7 separate regions of the Mus musculus genome follow, and regions 2, 3, 4, 5, 6 and 7 are each linked to region 1. The links are chromatin contacts, called in public HiCAR-type and promoter capture Hi-C maps. All regions are on one chromosome and are shown on one strand. The core of a region is the stretch at or near the end of the contact, and the rest is flanking DNA. Distances in the headings are between cores, read along the strand shown.

Region 1 (3,342 bases), core at 597-3,096:
TCTCAAAAACAAACACAAAATCTAATTTAATTTTTAAAAAGATTGTATGTATATGAGGGTAGTTGTTTGTTTTTGCTTACATGTATGTCTGTACATCATGTACATGCAGTAACCTAATTGGCCAGAAGAGGGCATAATATACAACATCTAGCCAGGGAGTTAGCTGAGATAGTTGTTAGCTGACTTGTGGGTGAAGGGAGCTATACCCAGGTCCTCTGCAAGAGCAACAAGTGCTTTTACCTGCTGAACCTCTCTCCAGCCCCAATATTGGGTATGCCATATACCAAGCTGGTCTCAAATTCCATATATAGACAAAAATAACCTTGAAGGCCTGATCCTTCTGCCTCTACCTCCAGTCTTGGAAATTAGAGGCATGCATTGCTCTGCCCAGCTAATGCCATTGCAGGATCCAAGCCAGAGCCTCATACATGGTAGGCCACCACTCTTGCAAACTACGCTGAGTACTGAACAGGCCCTTGTATATACTAAACAAACACCCTAACAACTCAGCTCCACTCCTAACTCCACTGGGGCCGTTTTAGCAACACATACTAAAGGTACACCGCAGTACTTCCTAAACCTGCTTCCTAAGTTTACAACATGACAGAAGGGCAGAAACCGTGAAGCCACGGCTTTAGTGAACATGGGAACAGAAAGGGCACAGCCCTTGTCATCGCAGAGAGAAGTCTCTACAAATCTATGAAAATGCCAAACCAGACTTTTATGGTTTTTTTCTCTCAAAAGAAGCATGGGAAAGTGATGTTTCCCGTGAGATGCCTCACCCGCATCCCGTGCTTCTCACCACCCCAGTTGGAAAAGACATTCTGGCTGAATTTTAAGTTAAGTTCAGTTCCCCAAGACACTGATCAACACTATAACATGCGTTTTGCTCCAGAGAGATTACAGTCTCTCTAGAGAGCAGACAACCAAATCCAAACCAAACCAATCCATGTCAGCAAGGGGTGCTGACAGTGTTGTGCTCACACTAATGCTAAGTTAAGGGAATGCGGGCGCCTACAGCGTCTCCGCACTAGATTCCACACTTGGGCTCCCTTCCAGGTGGAAATGGGTTCTCCACCAGAGAAACGGGAAAAGGGGCAACAACATTAGGTGAGCAGGTGGAGCAATCCAAACCAGACTCGGAGTAGTAATGACAGTTTCGAGGGGGGACTGTGACGTAACTACATTCCACTCCATACTACCAACGCCCGAGTCGCCTACAGGGCCAGGACCGAGGACCTTGGAGACAGGTGCCCTGGGAGGTCTGGATTGGAGCGTCCGGAGCCGGGGGCTAAGAGACCCTGTGTCACTGACCAAAGTCACCTAGGGGCGACTGAGAGGGCGGGGGCTGGGTTGCTGAGGGGGCGGGGCTGGCTGAGAAGACTTCACTGGGGGAGCCCAGGGCGCTGAGGGGTTCTTCTACCCGTGTGTCTCGGGAAAGACTCGGACTCTGGTCATGGGTCCTGCCGTTGGAGGAGCTCGGGTGGGGTCAAGGGGCCGCGACCCGGAGCGCTTTACCTTTTTCTTGGCCGCAGCCAATTTGCTCTGCCTGGTTTCTTCCGACATCCCGGGGCGGGGAGGGGGGAAGCGGGGGGGCCACATCACCACGATCCCGGCAGCCACCGCGAAACTGCTTCCGGAAGCTACGGCTTCTCTACAAGGGCCAGAGAAGGCGGGTGCAGAGCGCCCCTTGGACGCTCGGAAACCCAGCGTGACCTACCTTCTCCAAGCCCATTGGCTGATGAGAACGATGAACGACAGGGAGGCGTGGCCACGCGGTCGCGAGGCCTGAGCGACGGGTGGAGTTAACGACGAGAGCTGCGCGCGCAGCCATGACCCCTCACAGCGGCCTATGGGAAGCAGGGGCGGAACCGCTTTAACTTGGTGCGTGCGCAGCCTGACGTGGGGCGGTTGGTGGTCTCCGTCGTCGGTTTCTAGTTCCCTGAAGCAGCCGTTTAACCCCAACCCTGGACCCTTCCGAGTTTAAGCCCACCCCACTCCGGGTGCCCCGGACCTTAGGGTTCAGGAGGTGGGTGAGGAGCGCGCCGCGCTTCGTTTTCCAGCCCTTGCCCGACCCCTCACGCCTCCTCACCAGGCCTCTCCGTAACCCGTTCTCCACACTTTCCCCTTCCCACGATGCGCACCCCGACCCCAAAGACCCCCACCCCATCCCAGTAGCTGGGTCCCGACCCAACCTCTTGCAGCTGCGGCTCCCGCGCCCCCTCGGTAACCCCATCCTCATCAGCCTTTTTCTCGGGTTCCTCCCCAGGGGTGAGTCAGAATTCAGCCGACTTTACCATGGCGGCTACCGATCACCGGTGAGTATATCAGCCCCACCCCTCTGCATCCCAGCACCCGCCGGTCGCCTCCAAGCTTAGCCCTTTCCTAATTCCACTCCTTCTCTTTCCTTTCTCAGACATGGGTTCCTCCCCTCCCAGTCCTACCTGCCCGATGCCTACGCTTCTCCAACCGCTCTTGCTCGTTGCTTTGTCCCCTCACCCAGCCTGCCACCAGTCCCTGCATGGTTCCCCAGTCAAGAAATATGTGCATCTTTATGCTGACCACTCCCAATGCCACCCCCAAAACTCAAAGTTATTCATTTCTCATCCTCAAAAGATGAATTTTTAAAGTACTCTTTTAGATGATTCGCTTCTTTTTAGTAATTTCTTTTTTTTTTATACCCCTTCCCTTTGAGACAGTTGTCAATACCAAAGATTAGAGGAGAAAGACCCAAATCATAGTGGCCAACTCAAAGCAAACAGTTGGTTAAAGCAAACATTTTAATTCGTGTAAACGGGTCCCTAAGGCGGAGCTCGAAAAGTCAGCCTCGGATTGAGGACGACAAGGCTTTTTAGAGTTCAGGGGTAGGGGGTTTCTAAATGGGGACTTGGTGGGGTTACAGAGGCAGAACATAAGCATACCCGTTAGTCCAAATGACCTCCTCAAAGACATGATTGCAAGATGGGCAGAACAAGGTCTTCCTTTTGAAACAAAGGTGGGGTTGCAAGATGGTTATAAACAACTTTTTGGAACAAAGACAAGACTGCCATCCCTGTAACAGGCCATGCAGAACCATTTGAAGTTAAGGTTTTAGGTGGGGCATAGCCCAATTCCTTGAGAAGCAGGTTTAATCATAAAGAGGATTGAGTGTATTTTGTACTTAATAAGATGGCTTTTAAGCCTCAGATGGAGGCAGGCTGGTCCCAGACTCAGGCTGTATTCAAGGATGCCCTTTTGTGGTCCCACACTAGTTTAATACTCTTCATCCTCCTGCCTTAGCAACTCAAAATGCTAGAGAGCCAGGATAAATTATGGGGACTCGGAGAAAAAAGAGCACAGTAA
Region 2 (3,342 bases), core at 238-2,737, 2.4 Mb after region 1:
CCACCACACCTGGTGTTACACTGCTTCTCTTTAATAAACTGGTGTTTCTTCTGTGCTGGGGAGATAGATTAATGGGTAAAGTACAAGCAGGGAAGGCCTAAGGTTTGACTCTAATGATCCTTATAAAAATGGCATGGTGGCATGCACTTAAGAGTTCCAGCACTAGGGCTGGTGAGATGGCTCAGTGGGTAAGAGCACCCGACTGCTCTTCCGAAGGTCAGGAGTTCAAATCCCAGCAACCACATGGTGGCTCACAACCATCCATAATGAGATCTGACTCCCTCTTCTGGAGTGTCTGAGGACAGCTACAGTGTACTTACATATAATAAATAAATAAATCTTAAAAAAAAAAAAAAAAAGAGTTCCAGCACTAGAGAAGAAGAGACAGGATGATTTCTGGGACTACTGGCCAGTTAATCCTAATTGATGAGCTCCAGGCCAATGAGGGACACTTGCCTCACAACCCAAGATGAGGCCTCTGAGACTCAAGACCTAAAGTTGATTTCTGGCCTCCACACACATGCGCATACACGCATACCAACAGTGGATGATACGATGATATGGGAAACAAATCGTCTCCCCCAAGTCACTGTCATGTGACTAAACATTTCAACCTTGCAGCCAACAAGTCTTTTGTCTTAAGCAAATTAAGCCTTACCTGGGTTCCATTTGGTGATGAGGGTGACGGGGATTGTGGGCTACTTCTGACAGGAGATTTTAGTAGTGAGGATTGGTACAAGCCAGATGCAGATCCAGAGGATGGTGAATTATCAGAAGAAGGAGCACTCTCTTGCGTGTGGCCTGAGGTGTTGGGTAGGATGTGATCTACCACCCATCCAGAGTAAGAAGACAGTTTGGGAAGAGACATGCATTCTTCCAAAACATCCTAAAGAGAAGAAGGTTAAGCCTATTTATTTGTTTTTGTTCTTCTTGTTGTTGTTTTCTCTTTTTGGTTTTTCGAGGCAGGGTTTCTCTGGGCATCCCTGGCTGTCCTGGAACTCACTCTGTAGACCAGGCTGGTCTCGAACTCAGAAATCTGCCTGCCTCTGCCTCCCAAGTGCTGGGATTAAAGGCGTGCGCCACTATGCCCGGCACGGTTAACCCTATTTGTATGTCCATTGGTAAGTATAAGACATTATTACATGTGATGCTTAACAGCTGAAGGCCCAAGCAAATAAGTTAATACAGAAGATAAAAAAAAAAAGGATCGCAGCCCGTCCCGTCCCGTTCCCACTCCCGGTCCTCCACCGCGGTCACTAGGGAGCCTGCTAAACGCGGGCCGCGGGCCGCCGCTCACCTCGTAGCGCAGCAGCCACTCGCGGTCGTAGCGCAGGCGGCCTTTGCTGGTGTTGCGGAGCGCCCTCAGAGTTTCCCAGCAGCGACCATCGGACGGCATGGCATGTCACCAGCTGACACGACTGACAACAAACCCTCGAATCCGCCGCCGAGGTGGCGCCGCCTTCCGCTTCCGGGGTGTCCGCCCCACATCCGGCGCAGCCTCTCCGTAACGGTCGCAGAACCTGTCCGTCAGCAGCGCCCCGCCCACTAGTGAGCGCCGCCCCCTGGCCAGAGCAAGAATGCGGGATTGAGGCTAAACTAGCGAGCCTACGTGGATCTGAATCTCAATGTAATTTCTCGCAGTCACAATTGCCAGGGTGATGCTCTGCGGTTTTTGACCCATCTACTGCTCATGAGTCCGTGACAGCGGTTTGAGGTGGATAAGAACCTCAAGAGAACAAGCAGTATTTTTTCTGTTCGGGCGTTAACAGTCCTTACTGTCCTTGTGGTGGAGCCTGGTTCATTTTCCAACACCCCATGATAGCTCACAACAGAAACTCCAACTCAGACGGTTCCATTGCCCTCTTTGTGGACTTTTACTCTACGCACGCACATCATACATACATACATACATACATACATACATACATACATACATACTTTTTTTACTAAAAAAAAAATCTTTGGACTTCTAATAAAATATTTTACAAACGTTAATACAAGAGTCCCCCAAGAATGATCTGGGTGAAGCGTTACATAACTTAAATCCCAGCACTCAGGAGGCAGAGGCAAGCAGATCTCTTGAGTTCCAGGCCAGCCTGGTCTACAGAGTAAGTTCCAGGACAGCCAGGAAAAGGCCTAGCTAGGAAAAAAACTTCCCAGGAATGGACCCCAATCCAAACAGTTCTACAGCTCAACACTGTGGTGCACAGCTTACACTAGTTCAGAAAATAGAATCGAAATTACATACCCACACATGCATGTGGTGGTCTACATTTGACAACTTTTTTTTTTTTTTATTGAGAAATTGTGTAGGAGCCAAGGCATGGTGGTGCATGCCTTCAGTCTTGGCACATGAGAGGCAGAGGCAGGGGATCTGAGTTGAAGACAAGGCTGGTCTACATGAGTTCTGAGCCACCCAGAGCTATATGGTAGGACCCTGGCTCTCAGGAAAAGGTATATTTATTTTCAACATGTATGAAAATGTGCATGTGATTACCGTAGGTGCCTTCTAAGACCAGAGGAATCGAATGTCAAAGGAGCTGGACTGTTGCTGGTGGATGTGACCACAAATGTGGTCAGCACCTTAGCTGCATTTCTCCAGCCCACCTTGATAAAGTCAAGGTTCTTTCCTCTGTGTCCTGGATGGATGCTTCCCCTCGCACAACCAGTAGTTAACCAGTGAACTCTCTCCAGCGCCAATCTCTGGAATTTTGGACTTGGGTGAGAGTGGCTGAGATGCTATAGTTACCTGAATGAGAATGGCCGCCATAGGCTCATGATTTGACTATCTGGTCTCCAGGTGTTGAAACTGCTTGGGAAAAATTGTGTCTTTACTAGTGGAGGTGTTCGTTAGTGTAGGCTTGGGGGTTTCAAAGGACTTGTGATTCCTGGTGCTCCTCCGATGCCTCCCAGTGTGGATCCAGATGTGAACTCTGTACTATGTAGTCCACAATTACGAACTCTAACCCTCTCAAACAATAGGCCAAATTCAACTTTTTTTTTTTGTGGCCAGGATGTGGTGGTGCATACCTCACTCTGTAGACCAGGCTGGCCTCGAACTCAGAAATCCGCCTGCCTCTGCCTCCCGAGTGCTGGGATTACAGGCGTGTGCCACCATGCCCGGCTTGCCAGTTCCAGAACTGGTCCTGGGATGCAAGTGTTTTATTCTACATGGATCTTCAAAGCAGCATCTTTTGAGAGAGCTTGAGCTGATGTTGGATCTATGAAGGTGGCAGAGTACTGGAGCTTTGGCTAGGACTGAGTCTTATCTATGGAGCTGAGTCTGATGTGTCTAAAACTGCTACAGATTGAACTGGGTCCATGGCTTTTGTTGATGAAAAT
Region 3 (3,342 bases), core at 559-3,058, 2.2 Mb after region 1:
CTTGAACTCAGAAATCTGCCTGCCTCTGCCTCCCAAGTGCTGGAATTAAAGGCATGTGCCACCACCGCCCGACAAGCTGTTTTTCATATTTGATGCCTTGAACTCTCTCCTTTCCCTTGACCAGGTGAAGAAAGCCTCTTCTAAGCCTCTTTGTCCAGTTCAGCTGGACGTAGTTGGTTCCAAGTCTGTTTTAAGACATTACTCTAGGACTTTCACAGCTTTGGGCTTTTTAAGTGTGATTAAAAAAATTATATCTTATTATTTTTATGTTTATGGATGTTTTGCCTGCATGTGTGACTGCACGTCAAGTGCATGTCTAGGGCTTTCAGAGGCCGGAAAGAGTGTCAAATCTCCCTGGAACTGGACTTGCAGACAGTTATTAGCTGCCACGAGGGTCCTGGGAAGTGAACCTGAGTGTCTTGGAAAAGCAAGCAGCCAGTGTTCTTAATCTTTGAGCTCTGAGTATGATTTTTGGAATCCTTGGTGATGTTTGCAAAGCAGTCCTTGTTAGGAAGACTTTTCTATGGCTTTTTATTATCCCTCCCAGTGCTGCTAATCTAATCGGCCTTCCTGGCCTTGGCTGCTCTGCTGAGGGGCATCCTGTCCCTGGGTGGTGCACTGAGAACAGGACCACGGCAGGCTTCCTAGTCTCAGAAAAGAGGAAATAGACCCAGAGGCCTAAACTAGCAGATGGTTGTCTAGAGGCTCCAGGCTTGGTTTGGGGGATCAGGCAAGCCACCTGTAAGATCTTACTGGGTGACTTTGGACGATTCCATATCTGACTGTAAGAGGCACAGGAGTAATAACAATTGAGCTATAGGGGTAGTTCATTGGTAGAACATAGGAGCTGGCATGCAGAAAGCCCGGGGTTCAACCCCAGCACTTCAAAAAGCAAACCAGCTAACTAACAAGCAAGCACACGGAAGGCTAAGGATTTAATAAGATAAACACTCATTTCTAAGCCTCTGCCGGCAGTGGTGGCGCACGCGTTTAATTAATCCCAGCACTCGGGAGGCAGAGGCAGGCGGATTTCTGAGTTCAAGGCCAGCCTGATCTACAAAGTGAGTTCCAGGACAGCCAGGGCTATACCGACAAACCCTGTCTCGAAAAACAAAAGAAACAAACAAAAAAACCCAAACAAACATAAGCCTTTGGGTGCTTGGCTTGACACACTATAGGCACGCACTAACTTGTAGTTAACATTTCGTGTGTGTTGAGGACTGAACCTGGGGCCATCTATCATTGAGATCAACTTCTCCTGTGGTTAGTCTCGAATTTTAATTTAACAAGCATTTTATTTTATTGTTTATGTAAATTTATTATTAGGCCTCCCATCCATTCAATCCCACGTTCGATCTGTGTATGATCTATTTCATTCCATTCATTGGAAATGATGCCAACTCAAATGGCGCAAAGTACAGTTCTGGAGTAGTCGGCTGCTTCCAGCCCGGCCGGTTCTCCGGACCAGCATGGCCCACTAGGCCTGCGGCGGTCCTGCCTCTGCGCCCGGCCGCTCAGCGCCATCTTTGAACCTGGAGCCCACGCCTCACTTCCGCTCTTTTCCTTATACCACGAAGAGCTGTTCCGGACCCCCAAATGGCCTCTGGGCATAGGGCAATCCCAAATCGCTGCGGTTTTGTTGTATTGGCTGATAAACATTTTCATTATTTTTCTTCTGGGCCTTAAAGACGATGCTGTAACCAGTTCAAAAACGGCGCCCACAGCTTCACTTCCTCTCGTCGGACTTCCGTTTGTGGGGGGCGAACCCGCTAAGGTCACGTTCCAGGGCGCAGGCGCGAGAGGGCGGGACCGTCGCCATGGCAATGTGCGCGTCGCCCAGGCCTTTTCGGCGCGTTGGAAGCGCTGGAGCTGCTGCCCTGGCTGCTGGCGGGGCTGGCGGCGCCGAACGGCGAGGGCGGCCTGCGCCTCTTCAGGATGAGACCCTGGGCGTGGCGTCCGTGCCCTCGCAGTGGAGGAGCGTCCAGGGGATCCGCGGGGAGACGGTGAGGGCGCGGGCCCGCTATGGCAGCGCGGGCGGGAAGGCCTGGCGCAGCGTTGTGTTTTCACGGCTTTTTTGTTTTTGTTTTTTCGAGACAGGGTTTCTCTGAGTATCCATCCCTAGCTGTCCTGGAACTCAGAGATCCGCCTGCCTCTGCCTCCCAAGTGCTGGGACGAAAGGCGTGCGCCACCACTGGTCCGCGTGTTTTCATGTTTTAATGAAAAAACTCACAGATGCTTTCGCGTTAGCCTTTTTTTCGGTCTCTGAGGAGAAAGAAACCAACCAACGAAAACAAACAACAACAAAAGCAAACCAGGACAACAGAACTCTTAGGGGTCCCATGCTGTCGTTAAATGACATGTAGTTAATTTACATGGTGGATCGTGCACGTGTCACAGCGCCTGTGGAGGTCAGAGGAGAACTTTACACAAGGTTGTTATTTCTTTGCACCACGAGGGGCCTGGGAATCCAACTCAGGGTGTCATGCTTGGCTAAGTGCCCTTACCAGCTGAGCCATTTTTGGAAGTTTTTTTTTTTTTTTTTTTTTTTGTGAATAGCAGTTTTTAGGCATTTCAACTTGACATTATTGGTGTTTGAAATGGTCAGATACCTTGAGGGCTAGCTTGAACGGTTTTCTATGTTCCTTTGTTGTTGTTCTTTTGTTTGTTTGTTTGCTTTTGTTTTTGTGAGACATGAGTTTCACTGTGTGCCCTGGATGTCTTGAAACTTGCTCTGGAAACTAGGCTGGCCTTGAACTCAGAGATTGCTGGAATTAAAGGCCTCTCTCACCACTGCCCTGCTATGGTTTTCTAGTGTAACCCAAAAACATACAAATAATGAGATAACGGAGGCCTGATGCTGACCAACTGGTGTGTTAGGGATTCATCAGCAGGGAACCTGGAGATAGCTGCTTTCCCGGTGGTTGCAAGGATTACAGTAAGCCATGTATGTAGACAATGTACTGTAATGCCACATCGGTGTGTCATGTTACCGACAGAGCAGGGCTGAGGAACTGTTGGAAAAATGGATGTTGAGTGGCATTTGAGAAGACCAGATCAAGCGTGAGCACTGGCCGACTCTGGAGCTGGGGTCAGCACATTTGTTTGAGGTGTTGGAAGGGGCTGGAGAATCCTTGAGGAAAAGGGAGAGTGGTCCCAGGTTAGGCCAAAATGGGTAAGTAGAGACAGGTCAAGTAAAGTCTTGAAGAACTCACAAACGAAGACTGCTGTTGACCAGTCTGCCTCCAACCCAAGCCCCAGTGGTGCCTGCAGTCTTGTCTTGAGCCTTGTGGGCCTATGGTCTTATGCCCTGATCTGCTCTGTGTTCCAGGCCCTTCTCCGTGC
Region 4 (3,342 bases), core at 496-2,995, 2.2 Mb after region 1:
CTTCCTGATCCCAGGATGGGAACTGCAACAGTGAAGCTCACCACAAAGCATGCTCCCCACGTGTTCGAGCACGCAGTTGAGAATTACTTTCTCATTACCCTACCATTCACAAATTAAGGCATCTACTCCGCTACTCGGAAAAATGCTTCACTCCTGGATTACTTTTCAAAGAGTTTCGTTCGTTACAAAGGTGCAATCATTGGCCTTCATTATTAAAGGTGAATGAGAGGCTTCACCTCATTCAAGAATTTTTCATGTTTATTACTAATATTATACAATTGTAAGAGAAAGGGTGCCAGTGCCAGCTGCCACTTAGTGTGGAAACTAGTCCATGGCCATAAAACAAATTAGGATACTATCAACTGTTATAACTGCTTTAAAAAAATTTAAAGTGCTCTCAATTTGTTATGATTATCAATATACACCGACAAAGACCAGTTAGTCACCAAACTTCCCGGAGTCGTCTTCTCAGACTTAGAATGTAAACCTGACCTTACTCCTTCAACCCATTCTTGATGAGATTGGTCATCATATACGGCCGTGCAGTATTTCAGGACACTTCGTGGGAAAACCCTACTCAAAAACTTGGAGCCATAAAAAGGAGAGGGGGTGTGCTCCTATTTCGTGCCCTTTTGTCCGAGGGTTGTGAAGGCTTTTACAAAGCCAAGTGGGCGTGAAGGGGCCCGATCGCGCGTCTCATTTCCGGTAACCAGCCCGGGCTCTGCAGCTGTCCTGGGCTCGAAACGACCCTCCAGGCGAGGGCTAGGCGTCCTAAAGGCCCCTGAAGCCCCTGCATCATACGGCCTCGGGGCCAGATTCCTCGCACCCCCGGCGCGCCCGAGTGTGGCTGCCCCACGTGGGGTGCGCAACCCGCGCAGCCTGGAGCATCCTCCCGCCGGCTCCGCGCCCCTACCCCGCCCCAAACCCCGGTTCCCGGTTCCGCGGTAGCGCCGGCTCAGGGCGGGAAGCAGGGCGGCACTAGAGGCCCGGCCGCAAGGCTGCGTCCGGCCGCACCATGTGGCGGCGGTGGCGGCTGATGGGAGCGAGGCATCATGGCGGAGCACAATAAAGAGAGGCTTCTCGGGAGGGAGGGAGGGGGAGGAGAGCGCGGGCGGGGGGAAGGGGGGGTCTCCGCCCGCCGCGCAGGCCGCAGCGCCCCCGCCTCGGCCGCACCGCTCACCGCCACGGCGCCACCCCGGCCCCCCGGTCCCGGGCCGCACACAAAAAAGGCGCCGGCTCTCCGGCCCCCGCGCGCCCCCCGCAGCCCCGCGGTCCGGGCCGAAAGATGGCGGCGCGGCCGGGCCCCCGCCGCGCCCGGTCCTCACCTGAGGTCTCGTCGGCCCCGTCGTGATTGGAGTTGAGCTCCTTTTTACTGGCTTTGGCCGTCGGCGCAGACATGGTGCCCTCCGCGATCGGGGCGGGGAGCGGGGAGGGGGAGCGAAGGGACGGCCAAGGGGGCGGCCAGCGGCTTCCCCTCACGCCACACGCGCGGCGCCCGCTCGCTCCGGCCGCCTCCTCCCGGCGCTCACTTGCCTGCCCTCCCCCTGGCTGCCTGGCACTGCCCGCGGGGCCTGACGCGGAGGCAGGCCCGGGCGCGTTGTGGCGAGCCCCCGGCCGGGGCTCTCGCTGAAGGCGGGGAGGCGGCGGCGGCTCGGCTGGGCTCCTCGACTCGCGCCCCGCGCTCCGGCTCGCTTCTGGATTGCCCTGAGCCGCCTCCTCCTCCTCCTCCACCTCCTCCACCACCACCTCCTCCTCTTCCCGGCGAGGGGCAGGCCGCAGAGCGCAGGCGCGCCGGGCCTGCGCAAGTCCCGCCCCCGGCCGGAGAGGCTCGCGCCGTACAGCGATTGGCCGCGGCCGCGGGGCAGGGGGCGGGGCCGTGGCGGGTGGCGGCGGCGGCGGTGGGGACACTGGGGCCTGGACGAGAGGCGGGAGGAAGCGGCTCAGCGACGCATGGTCCTGCCCCCGCGCGGTGCTCCCCTCCCCCGCTCTCCCCTTCTCCAGCCGACCCGGGACATTTGCGCGCCGCGCGGTGACTTGAGAGGCGGGGCCTCCGTTCCCCAATACTCCATCACGTGGTGGCTCAGTGGCTTCCCTTAGCGGGGCGGCTGGGGGCTCTGGAGAGGGGGCGCGCGCAGCCCCTCAAAAGTACAGGCCTTAGGAGTACCCTGGCTACAATCAGGCGCCTGAGTTCTGCACCCGGGCACCTTCATTTTTTTCTAGATGGAGAAGCTGGGGACTCAAACTCTAGGCTGCTGTGCAGAGCCACACGCAAGCAGTTCCTCTATCCAGTTTACACGCGGGACCGGGTTTATGCATGGGCCAATTCAAGCCTCTGCCCTCGGTTCTGAATTTTTAAAAATCTGTTACATATTCACACTCAAAAGAACCACAGGAAAGTTCTCTGACTGTAGGAAGGACCTTTCTGCCACAGGTCCTTCTGCTCAACTTCGTACAGGTGTCCTGATCTCAGTGGTGAGGGAAGCACATTTTTGGTGATGACAAATGGGGAAATGTTTAAAAGTCAAAGGCTAAAACAGTAAAACAAACAAACAAACAAACAAAAACAGCTTTAGATTATTAAAAAGTCCTTAAGCACTATGTCGGAGGGATTTAATGGTTAAACACTGTTTTTCAGGACTTGAAAAGATAGTTCTCTGTCTACCTGGATCCCAACACGTGGTCCTGGAAATCCAGAAAGCTCTCTACCTGGTTCCTCTACCACTAGAGCTTGAACTATCCATACTCTCAGTATTCCCGTTTTATTATCAGCTCTTATACATAAAGCAATGTGGCTTTAAGTCAAGTCATTCATGGTGGGTAGACAATAAATGTAAAATACATCATATATATATATATATATATATATATATATATATATATATATATATATATATATATATACAGTCCATGGTGAGAGAATACAAATGTGCTCCTCCAAGTTTCCATCTCAACTCCAGGAAATTCAGCTAGGCCTTCCTGGTGGTGCACCTTATGCTCAAGTCGGTGAATTAATTGCACTCATCTGTTGCAATTGGTAAGCTTAAATCTGGCGACAACCTCTAAGGACCTCTAACCCACACAGCTCCCAAGCCTAGAGACCTCCAACACAGGCAACTGTGGACAGGCTTCTTAAAGAGGGAACGGTCTGACAAAAAGGAGAGCTATAAACTGTGACTAACATTTGCTAAAACTCAGGTGATGCCTTCACCAGGAATGATTCCTGATAGCCCTGTGAGGTCCTGGCACACAGTAGCAAAGAAATTCCACAAACAAAACAAGGACTTAGGCTGAGGCAGAGGCTAGCCTGGGCTACAGTGTCTAAGTGTCTAAAAGTAAAAGGGC
Region 5 (3,342 bases), core at 239-2,738, 2.2 Mb after region 1:
GGTCTGGTCTCAGTATCTTCTTTGCAGCTCAGCTTGACTAAGAACTCTCAACTTTTTATTCTTTTCTCTGGCAGGGAGGGTCTTAGTGAATCTGGTTAGTTTCAGGGACTTCCTGAACCTATTTTGAGTTATTTACCTTCCTACTTAAGGTATCTACTTTCTCTTTTCTTTTATTTTTTCTCCTTTTCTTGTTTTGTTTTTTGTTTTAGAGACATGGTTATTTTGTGTAGTTTTGGCTGTCATGGAACTAGCTTAAACTAACGGAATCTGCCTATCTCTGCTTCCTGAGTGCTAAGATTAAGGTGTATGTATAGTATTTTGTGTGTGTGTGTGCGCGCGCTCAATGATAGAATTCCTGTCTGCCACAGGACCTGGGTTTGAGCCTCCACATCCCCTCCCTTCTTTCTCTCTAACCTCACTCCAGGGCATTCCTTAAGCAAAAAGTGTTGTTAGTTTACCAGATGTGGAGGGCAGTAAGAAAAATGTTTAAGCCTACTGCCTGATTGTTTGAGCTTAGAATGACAGAGATGCAAAGAGCCCACACTGATTTCAACTGTGAACGTTCTGGACAGGAGACCAGAAGGAAACAATTTACTGAGGGACTGGGTAAGGAGAGAAGGTAGATGAAAAGTCTGGATGCCCTGATTGTGAGACTGCAGAAGGAACGAAGGGATTTGTGTTCGGAGGCTATGGTAGAAATCAAGAGAAGAAATGGTGATGGGGCCAGTGAGATGGCCCAGCATGTAAGGGTGCTTGGTACAAGCATGGTGAGGACTGAATTTGATCCCTGAAACCAACGTGGCTGGTGTAGAGAACCCTCTCCAGCCAACAGTGCTCTGATCTCCTGCACATGTGCATATGCATGCACACATATAAATAAATGGGAAAAAAATCTTAAAATGAAAAGGAAGTATAGACCAGAGAGCTTGTTCGGTTCCTACGTTTGTGGGGCTTACAACTACCTGTAACTTCAGCTTCATGGGCTCCGGGGCTATTGTCCTCAGCAGGCAGCTGCCGTCACGTGCATAAGCACATATACACTTATGTACATAATTAAAATAATATTTTTGAAAGATAAAATGATGGACAGTAGGGCACTATTGGAGGAAGAGAGAAACAACTGTTAAGAGATCCTTGGTGACTAGAAGAAAACGCAGTGGCCAAGAACAGCCTCACTCCTGCTATCTGACAGCTCCTGGGTGAATGGCCCTTTTCGTGAAGGAAAGAAGGAGGAGCACATTTTGAGGGGCAATGTGGTGGCTGCTTAGAGACCGCCCAAAAGACGTCGGGTTGGGCACCGGGTGAGTCAGCACTAACTAGGTAAGATGGAGTCAATCCTGTCCTGAACCTGCTCCTGCGAGTTAGCCCCTCGCTAGAAGGAACCCTGGAAGCTAACGTGGAGACTGGGGCCTCAGCTTGGGCAGGAGCAGCCCAGAGAACCCGGAACCTTCAGCCGCCTCCGCCCACGTTCGCGGCGGGACAAGACGAGAGAACCCCTCCTCTGCTGCTAAGGGGCGGCCCGGAAGTGACGCTTTGTTGACAGCACACCCGCAGCCACAGGCTCTCCAAGCCTTCGGAACAGGATCGGGGGGAGGGGCTGGGCCCGGAGCCAAGCAGCCGGCGGCCCGAGGGCAAGGGAACGGCCTCCGTCCGGGGCTCCGGTCGCAGCATTCCCGCCCTGCCCCGCCCCGCCCCGCCGACCCGGACCCGGACCGGATCCGACCTCCTGCGGCGCTTTGGCCGCCGATTCCCCCGGGCCGCAGCCTCCGCTTGTAAGCCTGCGAAGCATCCTGTCTCCCCGTTGAGGGCCGCCCCCTCCTAGGGTACGTCCTAAATGCCGAGCCAAGAGACGTACCTGCATCCTTTTCTTCACCCTGTCTCAGGGTCTAAGCATTGTCGCTGCGACTCCTTGCAGAGGTCCACCACAGGCTAGTGGTGGGATGGCGCTCGTCGCCTGCCACCCAGGTCTGAGGATTTTGCCTTGAAAATTGAGCTCTCTCTAGAATGAGAACGACGCTCGCCCTTGCAAAATGGGGGCTCAACGTAGGGCTTAGGAGGCCAGCCTCTGCCCCTCCTACCTGTTGGATGAGTTTAGGTCTTCTCCCAACCCCCGAAGCCGTGCTACTTAAAAGCTTAGGGATGGCTTGGCTCCTGGATCAGCTCCCAAAATGCGATGCCAAGGTACAAGATAGTGCAACAGGGTCGGAAAAGAGCGGGTGGGCTTGCTGAAGATCAATGGCTCCCATAGGTGAGGTGAAACTAAAACTGACCGCTCTGGCTAGCTCTGGGTAGATTTAGCTGCTCTTTAACCAGTCAAAGCTTCCCCGGGTTTGCTTGTGCCTTGTGTGTATGACAGAGACGGGAGGGGGAGCAGAGGGTTGGGGGTAGTGGTGCCTAATGCCTGGGAAAAGCTAACTCAATGATGTTTCTGACAGAATGGTTCTCTACAGGCTTCAAGTTAGAGTGACCGGTGGAGATAGCATTGAAAGGGGGGTCACAGAAGCTATGCTTTGACCAAGAGGTTCTTGTTAGGTATGAAGGGTCGATGTGCTTTGCCTTATTCAGTAAATAAACGTACAACATGTTTGATAGTAATAGGTGTCACGAAGCAGAGACTGGGACCTCTGTATAGAATGGTCAGGGAAGGTCTCTAATGAGGTTTCTGTCTGAGCAGAGATGAGTGAGGTAGAAAGTCATTACAGCTTTCTGGGGGCTCAGCATTCAGCAGCAGGCGCAAAGATCCTGTGGTGGCAAGAGAACCCGCTTGGGTCTGAATGAAGGAGGCAGAGTGGGTGGCAAGGAAATCAAGTGAGAAGAAATAACCGCAGGGAACATATTAGGGACTGGCTTGTGATGCAGGGTTGATTTGTAATTTTTGAAATGTTGGAGAAGAATCAATTGTCTGAGGTGACAAATGACCAATGTACTTCAGCCCTGTGTTTTAAGTGCCCTCTTGCTGTCTGTACTGAACATCCATGGCAGAAATTAAAAGAGATTTCTGCGGGAAAGTCATGTCACATTACTGTTTCCTCGTAGTTAGAATGTGAGCAGGTGACCTTCTGCCTCGGTCTTTCCATCTGTAGAATAGGACTGCTAAGCTACAGGGTGCATGTGTGGCAGTGTGGTACATGACAGGAGGGATCCACCCACGACACAGTCCTGCAGCCCTTCTTTCTAGCATCAGCTGGAGGCATCACCAGCTCTGTCTGACTCCCCTGGCTCATAGGATTTGTAGGAATACTGGGGGAAGCTAAGTAGAACTTTATGACACCATTCACTGGTAAAAGTAATGGTCTGTTCTTCGGGGTATCTGTGACCTTGGCCTTGATTGTTTGTTGTGTT
Region 6 (3,342 bases), core at 496-2,995, 2.1 Mb after region 1:
TCAGCTCCTGGGAGGATAAGGCAGGAGGATGGACATTATCTCAAAAAAACAAACCAAAGCAAGCAAAACAGACAAAAAGAAAGTATGACTAAAAGAGTGATGTAAACTGTAGTTGGCGGTAATAATGTGTCAGGATTGTTCCTCAACTGTAACAAAGTATCGGATCATTGTAAAATGTTAATACAAGCCGGGTGGGCGTGGTGGCACAAGTCTTTAATCCCAGCACTTGCTCGGCACACGCAGGAGGATCTCTGAGTTTGAGGGCATCCTGGTTTACATAGTAAGTTCCAGGACAGCCAGGGCTATATATTAAGGCCTGTTTCAAAAACAACAACAAAAAGTTAATATAAAACTATCAGGCAGAAAAGTTTTTTGGGGAGGAACCTGTTGGTGTTCTGGGTTATACAGGAGAGCAAAGAAAAGGAGACACTGCAGGACCTGTTAGGCTTCTCAGCAGCAGGGGCTCATCCTCTCAGGCATTGAACTTCACATATTTACCATTTTGCAGACCCTCCTTACTGTTACACAAAAGGTACTTGTAGCAAGTCAATTTCTGTATACCAAAACCTGCTACCTTATCTAGGCTTCTCTGAAGGAACCCTACCTAAGCAATACTCAGGCATAACCTACATTCCCAGGCATACCTAAGCAAGTCCCAGGAGACATCCTGGTTTGTCAGGTATGTCTCAGGACTAAGTTATGCAAAGGCTCTGAGAATCCTTGGAAGAGCAACCCCATAAAACCTCAGACAACAATCAATAACTTTACAAAAGGCTTCTTCAAACCCTAGGTACAATCCCTCTGGAATTCATGCCAGATACAATGGCTGCTATTATAGCAGCAGCTAAAAGTCTTCTGCAGGGACTTCTTTCAGTCCTATCTTCTCATTCTTTACTTAAAATGATTTTAAAGTAGACACAGAATGTTGATCAGTGATTTGCATGCTGGAGACCTTGGATTTGATCCAGGGCTGCCAAAAATCAATCAATCAATCAATCACAGCACTCAGGTGGTTGATGGAAGATTGAGTTTGAGGTCAGTCCAAGCTACATAGTAAGACCCTGTATCAATTTCTTTTTTAAAAAATTTAAAGTACTACATGCAAACAAATGAATTAAACTGATAAAGAATAAAGTCTGGGGCTGGCAAGATGGCTCAGCGGGTAAGAGCACCAATTGCTCTTCCAAAGGTCCTGAGTTCAAATCCCAGCAACCACATGGTGGCTCACAACCATCCGTAATGAGATCTGATGCCCTCTTCTGGCACGTCTGAAGACAGCTACAGTGTACTTATGTATAATAATAAATAAATCTTTTTAAAAAACCAAAAGAATAAAGTCTGGACGAGGCTGGGAATATAGCTCACTGGTGGAGCACTAAATTTAGCACGCGTCGGGCCTTAGCTGGAGTCCCAGGAAACTGAATGGATAAATAAAAAGAAAGTGCAAATGAACTGGATAAAGGTAGTCTTTTGTAATTTCCAATAGGGTGCCCTTACATAAAACATGGAAGCTAAATATCACCAGGGTACCTAACAATGGAAAGGGCGGCACATGAGCCTTACTGGGTTCGGACAGCGTAGTGCTGCGAACTCGTTGCCCTGGAGACAGGGTACCAACGCAGCAGCCTCCGCACTCGCACGTGGCGTTTCTGAGCTCCGCCTCAGCCTGGCACCCAGGACACGCCCCACTCTCCGCTGGGCCTCTGATTGGGCAGCTCCGCGGAGGTGTGGCCGGAAGAGGCGAGGCTAACTGGCAGGCGCGCGGTGGGCCTGGAAACATGGCGGAGCGCCCGAGGAAGCGTCCGTGTGGTCCGGTATGTGCGGACCGATGGGTTCCGGGCTAGGCCTGGAATCTGCAGCGTGTCACAGTGGTGTCGGCCCGGGTCTTCTGCTCTCTCCTCTCCCCTCGCCCCTCTCCCGTAGCCTGAGCTTGCAGAGTTAGCTGGTCCGATCTACATTCATTCGCGGGGCGACGGTGTCTTGAGTCCTCTCCTGGCTTATTTTCTGATTCCTAGGGCGACTTTATGGCCATACCTGTCTTCCCCTTGTCTCGGTTTCTTCTTTTGCCCAATGGGGATTCATTCCTCAGCTTCCCGGATCTGATCCCAGGCTTTGTGCACGGCGAGTCCCTGTGTACTTCTACCCTGGTTTGAGAGAGTCAGATGGCGGGAGGCCCGATGGGATGCGCCCCTCCTATGTGTGACCGGTCAGCCTCTCAATCTTCCTCCTTACTTGCAGGGTGAACATGGCCAAAGGGTTGAATGGCGAAAATGGAAACAGCAGAGTAAGTAAAAAGCTGAGGCCGGGTTGGGCAAGCGCACTGAGCCCTCCCTTTCCACAAACCAGCTAATGGCCCGACGAGCCCTCTTTGGGTCTCAGTGTATCCAAGTGAGTGGTGGCAGCCTCTCCAGAGCCTAGGCTAGCCCAGCGAGAAGGAACTCTCCTCCCCATGTCAAGTCCTTTCCCTCCAATAATTCTCCAGAAAAAGAGGAGAAAAAGAAGTGGAAGGACCTCAAGATAATGAAGAAACTGGAGCGGCAGCGTGCCCAAGAGGAAGAGGCTAAACGCCAGGAAGAGGAGGAAGAGGCGGCGGCCCAGAGGAGCAACCAAGGTAAGCAGCTGGGTCGTGAGGTAAGTTGAATCTCTGAGCCATGGGGACATGCAAGGGAGGGAAGGTCCACAGCCTGTCAGGCTGACAGGAACATCCCCTGTCCCTGCTAGGACGGCCTTACACTCTGAGTGTGGCCCTGCCAGGCTCCATCCTGGACAATGCCCAGTCACCTGAGCTCCGCACCTACCTGGCTGGCCAGATCGCCAGAGCCTGCACCATCTTCTGTGTGGATGAGATTGTGGTGTTCGATGAGGAGGGCCAAGATACCAAGTGAGAGTCTCTGGGGAGTGGGGAGGACCAGCAGGGGTGGCCATGGCTTTGTCCTGCTCCTTGTCACCTGCCTGGCTGCCTGGAAGGAGCTCTCAAAGGCAGCTGCAGACTCACTTTTTCTCACCCTTGGTGCTAGAGAGTGGACTCAGGGTTTTGCCCATGGTCTGTGCTGAGGCTCAGCACTTGGATGGTTTGGGTTGTGTTTAGCATTTCTTTATGGTGCTTGTGTACAAACACCAGTGTGGTTCTGGAGACCAGAAGGCCACTTGAGCTGAGCAGTGGTGGCACACGCCTTTCATCCCAGCACTCAGGAGGCAGAGGCAGGTGGATCTCTGAGAGTTCAGTGCCAGTCTGGTCTACAGAGCAAGGTCTGGGACTGCCAGGGCTATGCCAAGAAACCCTGTCCCCAAAAACAAATGAAAAAGAAAGAAAATAAAAAAAAAAGTATAATAAGCCCAGCA
Region 7 (3,342 bases), core at 443-2,942, 2.1 Mb after region 1:
GTCACACCTGGGGGTGGGGTCAATTTGTGCCAGGAGGTCAATACAAGAACACAGAAGCCAACACGGGTGTCTAGCAGTAAAGCACCTAGAGCCAGAAAGGTGCAGACGCTGTCCAGGCCACCTCTGCACTGTCTCCTCAGCCGGGATCCAGACACCTGGCTGAAACTGAGCCACTACTTGTTCATGGTTAAAGAGCCAGAACTGAGGCTGCAGGCTCGCCTGCTCCTCCAGGATCCCACTTCCGGAAGTGTACCTCAGGCAACATCGTCCATGTGGGTACCTTCTCCTCTGGACTACCATGGGGCTGTCCTAACAATGCTCAACCCTCAGCTTCTATTCCTGATGTCTGTCTCCTCTCAGACTGCAGTGCTGAGGAGGCCAAGGACACATTTCCCAACATAAGTCCCAGTCCAAGGCCAACCATAAAGACAGGGCAGGTGAAAGAGCCCAGGGATGGCAAAGAGGTTAGTATATGTATCCCACCTAGGTTCCTCTGCGGTCCCCCCACAAAACCTGCAATCATTTTTGCTTCCTCCCTTGAAGCTCCTTCAAGCAGCAAGTCAAAAACCCAGCCACCTGCCCGGATTCCTGATTCACAGGGCAATCCCAGAAGCCCCCACTCTCTACAAAGGCCACTGAAGTGTAACGAAACTGCTCTGTAGCAGGTGTCCTCAGCAGACGAAAACCACTGGGGAGGTGGTGGGTCACAAACGTCTCTTGGTCTCCTGCCTTGTCCTCTACAGACCCTGGGAGACAAGAAGGTCCAGAGTCAACACCCAAAACCCAAACAAGCTATGGAACTGGGAAAGCAGGGAGTCAAGCCACCCCAGTATCTCCTCACAACACTAGCCTCCAGTCCCTGCTTCCCCTGGACTGCCACAGGGGAACCTAACCTTCACCAACTGTGTGGCCAGGTCACTTCCACTGTCCCAAGCCTCGGAACATACTCTTATCCTCCTTATCCTCCGTCCCCAGCACAAGAAGCAGACCTCCTGCCCTTCCTCCTGCGCTGTCTGCTAGTCTGTGTGCTCCAGAGAGCAGAACAGTCAGCAGGGGTTGAAGGTTTTGCTGCCACCTTTCCAAGGCAGAAGGTCTTTGAAACTTTCAGGTCCTCCATTCTTTCCTTCTCAATTTAGCTTCCAATTTCATTGTCCCCTGGCTTCCCAAGCTGTGTTCCTTCAGCCTGGACGCGTCATTGCTGACCTCCAGCTCTTCCAACCTCACCTCCCTAGATCTGTCACTCCTGCCCAATGCATACATGCGACGGGCTAAACCAATAGGAGAATCGGTCTTTTCCAGCCTGAGATTCCAAAGACCAGGGAATAGTCCCGCAGATCAGAAAGAGGGAGGGGTTCAAGGAAAGAGTTCGGCACCAAGTACTAGGGGAGCCCGGGTGGAACCTCTGGGAAGGTGCACGTGCGCGGAGGGGCGTGGATCTGCAGGGACCGCGGCGGAAACTCGGGTGAGAGGTGCGAGCGGAGGTCGGGCCCGCGTCATTGGATTCAGGGAGGTGACAGCGCGTCCCTTTCCATACTCGACCCACTCACCAAGGCCCGCTGTTCTCGGCCGCCACGCAGGCAGCCCTAGTCCTGGGTCTGGCTACCCACAGCCAGTCGCGCCGTGGGTCTTTGGCTCCTTGTTTTGTTTGTACCGCTTCTTAGGTCTCCGCCCCGGAAGTGATGTCACCGAGCGCAAATGCTTGGGGATCCTAGGCTGTCGCCCAGTCTTTAAAGGGCACACAGAGCTTCGCACTGCTTCTGACAGTTCTCTTGAGCTAAGCTGCATCTGGGCGGAAGTAGCCCATCTAGGGCTCGGCCTCTTTAAAGGAACAGACTTCTGCAACCTTGGGAATACGTTTGGGGTCGCGGGTTATTGGACAGAGCAGCGCTATTGTTTGCTGAAGCAGGTCAGTTCCTGGTTGCCGTGCGGGGTTTCATCTAGATCGTGTGTTGAAGTTAGCTAAGGTTTGCGAGTGCTGTAGCTCTTTGATCCATGTGCTCCTGTTTGTATGTGATGTGTAGCTTCTCTGAAAGAAGGATCTATCCCCTGAGAAAAACTTGCACACGCGGTCTTGGCAGCTCTACACTCAGTCACAGAACCAGTTAGACTAGTTCTCTCTGCACCCACGTCCACTCTCCCAAGGTAGTCCTGGCCAAGAAGATGCAGACTGCGCTAACGGAGAATTGCCTGCAGAGCTAGCGCCAATAGTCTCTGTGGGTCCTTCTGGGTTCTGTCGGTTCCCGGGCTGCACGGCAATTGGATTCATGTACTAATGTGGGACAACTTCCAAGATAACTTAGGTTAAAATAATAATAATAATAATAATAATAATAATAATATTTTTTAAGTTAATGGGACAGAAAGAATAGCCTTCAGTCCTACTGAAGCCTGCTATGGTCAGATGTGCAAAACCCATGTTCTACCAGGCATATCACAGACATGCCACATGACCTGCAGGAAAAATGGGGCTGAAAGAGGCTGAAAGAGAGGGTGAACGAAAGAGAACAGGGCTGTCCCGCGTAGGTGGACTCCAAGGCTTACAGTCCTCCATAGACCTGGAGTATCATCTATGAACAAATGTGACCACAATGGTAGACACCAGGTGGCCCCGCTGGTGGGTTCACCGTTTTATACACACCAGTTCTGTTTACCAATGGGTGAGGCACAGAGTTTGGAAAAGGATTCCCACAGATGTTCACTCCCCTCCCACCCGCAGGAGGGTTTGAAGACACCAGGTCTCTCCCTCTGCTTCCTGGGAGCCTTAGCACTAATTTTTGGATCTCCTGTGTAGTCGACCTAGTAGGGAGCTCAGGGTCTCACAGCCAACAGGACACTGTTTCCACCCTATGTTTCTGTGAGAGCAACAGACAACCTGGCAGTCAGTTCCTGTGCTGAAAACTTTTTTTTTTAAGATTTATTTATTATTATATCTAAGTACACTGTAGCTGTCTTCAGAAGAAGGCATCAGATTGCATTACAGATGGTTGTGAGCCACCATATGGTTGCTGGGATTTGAATTCACGACCTTTGGAAGAGCAGTCAGTGCTCTTAACCGCTGAGCCATCTCTCCAGCCCTGAAAACTTTTTTTTTTAAGATTTATTTTATTTATTTTATGTAGCTGTACAGATGGTTGTGAATCTTCTTGTGGTTGTTGGAATTGAATTTAGGACCTCTGCTCGCTCCAGCCCAAAGATTTATTTATTATTATAAAAAGTACACTGTAGCTGTCTTCAGATGCATCAGAAGGGGGCATCAGATCTCATTATGGGTGGTTGAGCCACCATGTGGTTGCTGGGATTTGAACTCAGGACCTTCGAAAGAGCAGCCAGTGCTCTTACCCG

What was found. Promoter capture Hi-C pulls out the DNA fragments that hold promoters and counts their contacts. HiCAR-type assays count read pairs that join an accessible place to other places.
Region 2: a promoter capture Hi-C map of liver shows a contact between it and region 1, with 5 times the contacts expected there. The contact joins the promoter of Gle1 here to the promoter of Swi5 in region 1. A contact is called at or near these places in 1 of 39 promoter capture datasets (liver), 1 of 484 Hi-C or Micro-C datasets (B cells) and 1 of 115 datasets of contacts at active chromatin or transcription factors (astrocytes).
Region 3: a contact with region 1 is called in a HiCAR-type map of astrocytes, with 6 times the contacts expected there. The contact joins the promoter of Wdr34 here to the promoter of Swi5 in region 1.
Region 4: a contact with region 1 is called in a promoter capture Hi-C map of liver, with 6 times the contacts expected there. The contact joins the promoter of Set here to the promoter of Swi5 in region 1. A contact is called at or near these places in 2 of 39 promoter capture datasets (liver and pre-B cells) and 1 of 115 datasets of contacts at active chromatin or transcription factors (embryonic forebrain).
Region 5: a contact with region 1 is called in a promoter capture Hi-C map of liver, with 4 times the contacts expected there. The contact joins the promoter of Zer1 here to the promoter of Swi5 in region 1. A contact is called at or near these places in 4 of 39 promoter capture datasets (hippocampal neurons, liver and pre-B cells).
Region 6: a promoter capture Hi-C map of liver shows a contact between it and region 1, with 5 times the contacts expected there. The contact joins the promoter of Spout1 here to the promoter of Swi5 in region 1. A contact is called at or near these places in 1 of 39 promoter capture datasets (liver), 1 of 484 Hi-C or Micro-C datasets (B cells) and 1 of 9 other capture datasets (adipose tissue).
Region 7: a contact with region 1 is called in a promoter capture Hi-C map of liver, with 4 times the contacts expected there. The contact joins the promoter of Kyat1 here to the promoter of Swi5 in region 1. A contact is called at or near these places in 4 of 39 promoter capture datasets (cranial neural crest, liver and maxillary cranial neural crest).

The regions. Positions count from the first base shown.
Region 1 is chr2:32,286,573-32,289,914 of GRCm38.p6, reverse strand. It overlaps Swi5 (SWI5 recombination repair homolog (yeast)), which reads left to right and starts at 1,846. Exons shown (of 5, transcript NM_175190.5): 1 at 1,846-2,029; 2 at 2,270-2,318. It overlaps Golga2 (golgi autoantigen, golgin subfamily a, 2), which reads right to left and starts at 1,589. Exons shown (of 26, transcript NM_001080968.2): 1 at 1,519-1,589. The coding sequence starts at 1,566.
Region 2 is chr2:29,933,554-29,936,895 of GRCm38.p6, reverse strand. Gle1 (GLE1 RNA export mediator (yeast)) reads right to left here and starts at 1,487. Exons shown (of 16, transcript NM_028923.3): 1 at 1,298-1,487; 2 at 659-886. The coding sequence starts at 1,396.
Region 3 is chr2:30,047,345-30,050,686 of GRCm38.p6, reverse strand. It overlaps Wdr34 (WD repeat domain 34), which reads left to right and starts at 1,808. Exons shown (of 9, transcript NM_001008498.2): 1 at 1,808-2,003. The coding sequence starts at 1,818.
Region 4 is chr2:30,064,877-30,068,218 of GRCm38.p6, reverse strand. Set (SET nuclear oncogene) reads right to left here and starts at 1,745. Exons shown (of 8, transcript NM_001204875.1): 1 at 1,326-1,745. The coding sequence starts at 1,398.
Region 5 is chr2:30,122,757-30,126,098 of GRCm38.p6, reverse strand. Zer1 (zyg-11 related, cell cycle regulator) reads left to right here and starts at 1,488. Exons shown (of 16, transcript NM_001290503.1): 1 at 1,488-1,823.
Region 6 is chr2:30,176,862-30,180,203 of GRCm38.p6, reverse strand. It overlaps Spout1 (SPOUT domain containing methyltransferase 1), which reads left to right and starts at 1,745. Exons shown (of 12, transcript NM_172660.4): 1 at 1,745-1,814; 2 at 2,239-2,284; 3 at 2,483-2,611; 4 at 2,722-2,881. The coding sequence starts at 1,779.
Region 7 is chr2:30,204,197-30,207,538 of GRCm38.p6, reverse strand. It overlaps Kyat1 (kynurenine aminotransferase 1), which reads left to right and starts at 1,692. Exons shown (of 13, transcript NM_001356474.1): 1 at 1,692-1,906. It overlaps Gm31201 (a long non-coding RNA gene), which reads right to left and starts at 1,690. Exons shown (of 2, transcript XR_374214.4): 1 at 1,548-1,690.